Regions from separate parts of the Gossypium hirsutum genome. Here region 2 is linked to region 1. The links are chromatin contacts, called in public Hi-C maps. All regions are on one chromosome and are shown on one strand. The core of a region is the stretch at or near the end of the contact, and the rest is flanking DNA. Distances in the headings are between cores, read along the strand shown.

Region 1 (3,288 bases), core at 699-3,198:
GCCTCACTTGGAGGAATCGGTTGATATGGCCCAAACTTAATGTAAGCTCGATGGACTTTGTCCTGTTGATTTGGAGAGTAATCCCAAATAATTATTCGAAGTCTCAGATCACGCTCTAAAGAAGAAGCATCAAATTCCTTTATTTTGACCCTCAACACCTTACGAGGATGTTCAAGAACTTGAGAAAACCTGATATCTCATTTATGAGCTTGGGAAGACTCGATAATTCGTTTAGGATCTTGGGATAGAGAAGACCTAGTATCTCGTTCAAAAGCTTGGGAAGACTTAATATTGCGTATACCTAATATCTCGTTCAAGAGCTTAGGAAGATTCGATATTTGATTTTTCTCTAAAATAATAGAAGGTTGAGGAATTAATTAATCATTATTGTTTTCTGACACCCTTTTCTTGGAAAAAAGATTCAATCTTTTTGTTGACCATAATTTAATCAAAAAACTCGAAGACTGTAATAATGTATTAAACAAAATATTAGGAAAAAGAAAAAAATAAGTCAAATAAATAAAGAACATAATTTATGCAAAAATATTTACTGAGAGGTCTTTTACGTAAAGAGCCGAGAGGAAGATAATTTGTATTTTTTTACTTGGTGCTTTTAGTCTCTACATCAAAATCTTTTTTTTCTCTCGGCAGTGTCGGTACCTTACTAGAGGAAGATAATTTCTTAGCAAGACACCAAGAAAATCACTAACCTAATTTGTATGGGTATGGGCTAAATCAATTTGGCTTTAAAGTCCATATTGAGCCCCTAAATTTAGTCTTTCAAAGCCCATCATACATTAATATTTGATTATTATTGAAGTTATATAATTAAAAATTGAAAAATACTTTGTTAATATATAGTATAACCTTATAGCTTAAGGGGACGAATTATATGAAATACAATTTGGCCAATGGCGGTGAGAATGTTATACAATATGGACACCAAATCTAAAATACATGATAATTTATATAGAAAATTCAAAAATCTAAAAATTCCAAGGGGGCAACTGCCATCCCGCGCTCACTGGATCCATCCCTACTACTTGGTGTAGACATGTGGCACTATGAGATGTCTGCAAATGACCCTCATTTGAAGATCATCCAAGACGGTCTCCATTGTAGATCACCCTGTTGGTCAGTCTATGACTAGTCACTCAAATGTCTTGGCTTCCAAGCCACCACTCTTAGCAATAATGCTCTCACCTTCAAGAGAGAACCACAAAGGAACCACTAAAGCTTAATAATTTCGTACTACCTCAGTAAGGAGAATGTTAGAGTAGTACCACACTTGACGACAACCCACGTACAATGATCTTACCACCTGTCCTACTATACGATCACCATGTCTGGATTTGCCGATAATGTAACATTACTGAACTGAGGACCTTATAGAACGATGAAGGAAAGATTAGCAGCCTTAAGTTCCTACTCAACACCTAGTCTCAAACTTAAAATTTTTATATTGTTTTTCGACTCTTAAACTTTTCAATCAAACCTCAAACACAATAGAAACCTTGAATATATACAAACTCTAAATACAACCCTAAACCACAAAACATAAAAAAAATAATTGAACTGCCTCTATTGTTTTCTCCAAGAAAAACTTATTTATTTATTTTCTCCAAAATTCAAACTAAAAAACTCCAATCTCAAATTTCTTAATACACAACTTTTTGTTTCGTAAATGACCAGAAAAGTTCTATGACAATGTAGAGCTCAATCAAACCAAAAAGACCAAGAGAAAAAATCCATGTGAGCCTCATGTTCTGGAGTTGCTTATAAAAAGGATAATTATTATGTACTCATTGGAATTTAAAAAAAAGAAGAAGTTTATAATTGGGAGTAAGAATTTTAAAAGTGTACTTAAATATTATTTTAAAAAATAAATTTGAAAAAATAACACTCTTTTTTTTTTAATTCCATAAGTTTAACTAATTTTATTATCTACACTCTTTTCATCTCAAAAGAGAGGAGCGGTAGGTGGGGCTGCAGCTGGTTTATCTAATTGTGGAGTCAGCCTCAACTCGAGACTGTGCTGGCATTAGGGATGAGCCTATGACTGGTGGGTGTGGGAACCACTTCTTAATACGAGTTGGATTGTTAACAACGAGATATTGACTATTTTCTACCTTGGCCTTGAAAACAATAAACACTTCAGCATTTCATCATAGCTTCTCCTTTGATCCTCAAAACCGTGTGCTTAGATTTCAACACCTACTCCCTGCCATCAAATCTTGCTCTTCTTTTCTGGGTTTGATTTTCATAAAGATGACAAAAGATAAGAAAATCGGTGTAGCAGTGGATTACTCCAAGGGAAGCAAAGCAGCTCTGAAATGGTCCATCGACAATTTGTTAAACCAAGGGGATACTCTTTACCTCATCCATGTCAAACCCCATCAAAGCGACGAGTCTCGCAACCTTCTTTGGTCTACCACCGGCTCACGTATCTCACTCCTATACTCCACTTTTCCTTTTTTATGCTATGGGTCATTTGTAGTTTGACGACATTTGACTTGGGTGATCTTTTATTTGTAGCTTTGATTCCATTATCGGAGTTCAGAGAGAAGGAAGTGATGAAACATTATGAGGTGGAACCTGATCCTGTGATTTTGGATTTGGTTGATATTGCTTCCAGGCAGAAACAGGTTTTCCCAGGCTGTTTTGTATTTCTACCTTCTTCTTTTTTTTATAATCTGAGTTTGCTCACAAAATTTGATTACAGGGGACTCTTGTGGCTAAGATTTACTGGGGTGATGCCAGGGATAAGATATGTGAATCCGTTGAAGACTTGAAGCTTGACTGTTTGGTAATGGGCAGCAGAGGCCTTGGCACCATTCAAAGGTAATTCAATCTTTACCATCTTCCTGGGAAACTGAAAAATATGTTTTCAAGGGTGAAACCAATCATTCATTGAGGTACATATATTGATTAAATTGTTATGAGCCCTGTCTTTGATACAGATTTCAGAAATGGACTCTTTGTTACTATAATTCGAATTTATTAAAATACTCTTGTCAATAACAAAACCTTGAAACATCTACAAAGAACAATTTCAGGTCGAATTGTAACATATTGTTCCTTCCTCTTCTTGTCATCATTCTTTTTTAGTTCTGATATGGTGATTTTGATTGAAATTAGGGTACTGATCGGAAGTGTGAGCAATTATGTGATGGTAAATGCAACTTGTCCTGTAACAATTGTGAAGGATCCTAGTGCTCATGGATTTTGATCACAAAAGTCTGCAATTAGTTTTCTGCAATAGTATATGCATCTTTGGAAATAATTGAT
Region 2 (3,134 bases), core at 293-2,792, 180 kb before region 1:
ATTCTCTTAACATTGATGAAGTTGTGGGATATCCCCACAAGCAGCTATAGTATTGAGTATTTAACTAGTCCTTACCCTTTAATAGCTAAACATCATTCAAAAAATGGCCAAAACTAAAAGCTCTTAATCTTTTTTGCAATATTATTATAACACTAAATAAACTTAGCATAAGCATCCCCGAACACTTAACAGTTGACATTAAAAATACTAATACACCAATAGAATGAAGAGCAGCAAATGCCAAAACTAAAGATTGCAACAAACCAGTTGCGCCATAAAACTTATTTCTCAAATAATATCTCCTAACTCAGTAAGCACAAGGGTTCCAGTCAAATTTGTTTCCTTCTGAGTACACCATAAATCAACCACAGATTGCTATGTGATTCCTAGCTAAACAATTAAAACCCATGCACTTTTCTTTTAATACTTTCCAGACTATGCATCAAAAACTAATTCACAATCACCAGAGCTCAAATCACTTAAAAAAACAAATTCACTACAAAAGTAGACCTCTAGCGAACAATTTCCGCTAAACGGTTCTAAAAATCTTATAAAAGTGAATGAAATTCTCAAAAGTTTAAAGAGCTCAAGGTTGATAAATTGAAACAGGGCGGTGAATACAAAATTGGAACTAAAACTGAAACCAGAGAATCTTGATGTACAGTTTGAAAAGAACCGACAGTGAGTGGTCCATACGACAACAAATAATTGAAAGTAGTTCTTCAGATAAGGTAAAAATGAAGAGTTATTACCAATCCACTTTAAGTTTAATGAAAAGAGAAAATTGTCCACAGCTTATTCAAACTCACAAGCTTCTATGAACTAAAAACCTCGTTTATTTCACCAAATTAATCACACGCGATTTATTTTCTCTTTTTAGAAAAATAATAATTTCTTTAAAGAAAGATTCACTTCACTTTATCTCTTTTCTCTTTTAGGAATCCAAATTCTAAGTGTCCAATGTTTATCATATCATTCTTTACAAAAAAGAAAACAAAAGAAATGTACTTGTTAACTTCAGCACTCAACAGCATTAAAAAATTTTCCCGGGAACCAACCGGAAAATGAAAAACATACCGGTCCGGGTACTGGAAAATGCTGAACGGAATCGCCGTCAGTAACGGAAAACACCAACGCCTAGGGGAAGAAACGCCACGTTTCGGCCGCGCATTGGACAGTAAAAAAAGGACAAACCAAAGAAGATCAGAGGCGAAAAACGAGAGATAAAAACGCCAGAAACAATGATGAATCTCCTCGAAAAAAAAAACAATATAGCTTTTATGAAACAAAAATTTTCACTACAAAAATCCCAAAGCACAAAACAAAGTCGCAGCCGAAGAGAGATTTATTTATTTGGTTTAATGGCTCGAAGAGTAGACTAAAGACAGTCAAAGCGAGCGGAGAAAGTGGGTTGCGATAGTTTGTTGCAATTGATTAACGTTCTTTTTATTAAAAAAAGTAGTTTTTTAATCGGACGGTTGTTAGTGGAAGATTTATGAGAAATGATTAAAATCAAATGGTCACATCAGATCAGAGAGATGGGAGACGGGAGAGGGTTATGTGCGGGCGGACCGTACATAAAAAAGCTGATATATGAAAGTGGTGGGTCCACCGCTTGATTAGATCTTATATTTTGTGATCGGCGGCCATTATTGATTGATGAACGGTGTGATGGAGTCGTTGATCATCTGTATATACTGGGAGTTCTTCCGTCTTCACCATTCTGAATTCTCTCCGACTTAGATTAATTTCTATAAAATTTAAATTAATTTTTTATCTATATATAACTTATATAAAAGTACATGCATTTCAACTGGAAAAAATATTTTTTTTAAATTATATTATTAAAATTCACATTTAAAAATAATTTTGATATTTAATTTAAAATTATTAGTTAAATAACTTAAAATGAAACATCAGTTATGATAATTAAAACTTTGGAAAAAATCTAATTTAATAAAAATTGTGAGAATTATGTATTTAAAAATAATTAAAATTTAAATTACAAAAACAAAATATAGAAAAGACATTTGTGATAATTATAATTATAATTTACAAGTATTAGTTAAAAAATATGCTAATTTTATTATTGTAAAATAGAATTATTATTTAAATAGAATTTTAAACATATTAATTATCACTTAATTAATTTGAGTTAATTATATTAATTAGTTATTATTTTGAATAATGTTACTTTGCATTAATTATATAAAGTAAAACTATATTGTATGTTGAGTATGTTATATTTTAATTATTATTTAAAATTTTTATTATAATATTTGAATTGTGATAAGTTAATATATTTTAATTATATTAAATAATTTAAAAAAAATATTTTATTTTAATTACTGTAATTAAAAATATAATATTAAATATTTAAAATCACGTGCATGACATTAAAAATTAGTAAAATTTTAGATACAATTACAATTTAAAATTATTACAATATTTTAAATACAATTTTAAGAGTAAAAGATGGAGCTAACATTATTCGAACCCGTATCAAATAAGTGTCTAATAAATATTTTAACCATCTCTCTAATAAAATCAAGAATTTTTAAAATTATCATAATTGATATTTGAATGATTTTTATTTATAGTAATTTAACTTTTTACAAAAGTATAAAAAAAATAAAACGGTACACCAAATACTAAAAAATCTACCAAATATAAAATTAGATAATAGAAATGAGACATTGATTTATAATAGTCTATAAAAAATAGCTAATAGAATTGATTTCAAAGTTTAAATGGTAAAATTAAATTAATTCCAAAAATAGTTAGAAAATATATTTTATTGAGTAAAATATGTTTATAATCTTTCTACTTTTAAAAAATTAGGATTTTAGTCTTTGTATTTGTATTTTTAAGAATTTAGTCTTATTACTTTTTAGATTTCAAAATTCAGGTTTAGTTGTTAAATATTGTTAATTTTTTTGTTAATTTCAGGCTAATACAACATTTATTTTTTAATTACATAGCTATCAAGTGAGTAGTTTTTTTTTTATTATTTCAAAATGTCACAACAACAATTTTAACTAAAAAATTAATTATGTTAATAGTTGGACATTGTGAAAAATAAAATAAAATAACACACAAATTTTACGTGAAAACCCTTTCGGGAAAAAATCAAG

Evidence for each region. Hi-C and Micro-C count contacts between places; a contact is called where the count stands out from the background.
Region 2: a Hi-C map of leaf shows a contact between it and region 1, with 1.9 times the contacts expected there. The contact joins the promoter of LOC107886039 here to the promoter of LOC107886024 in region 1. A contact is called at or near these places in 9 of 34 Hi-C or Micro-C datasets (callus and leaf).

Annotation. Positions count from the first base shown.
Region 1 is chrA03:9,793,838-9,797,125 of Gossypium_hirsutum_v2.1, reverse strand. It overlaps LOC107886024 (universal stress protein PHOS34), which reads left to right and starts at 1,948. Exons shown (of 4, transcript XM_016809810.2): 1 at 1,948-2,443; 2 at 2,536-2,645; 3 at 2,723-2,841; 4 at 3,139-3,288. The coding sequence starts at 2,269. The coding sequence ends at 3,229.
Region 2 is chrA03:9,976,151-9,979,284 of Gossypium_hirsutum_v2.1, reverse strand. LOC107886039 reads right to left here and starts at 1,542. Exons shown (of 3, transcript XM_016809832.2): 1 at 1,078-1,542.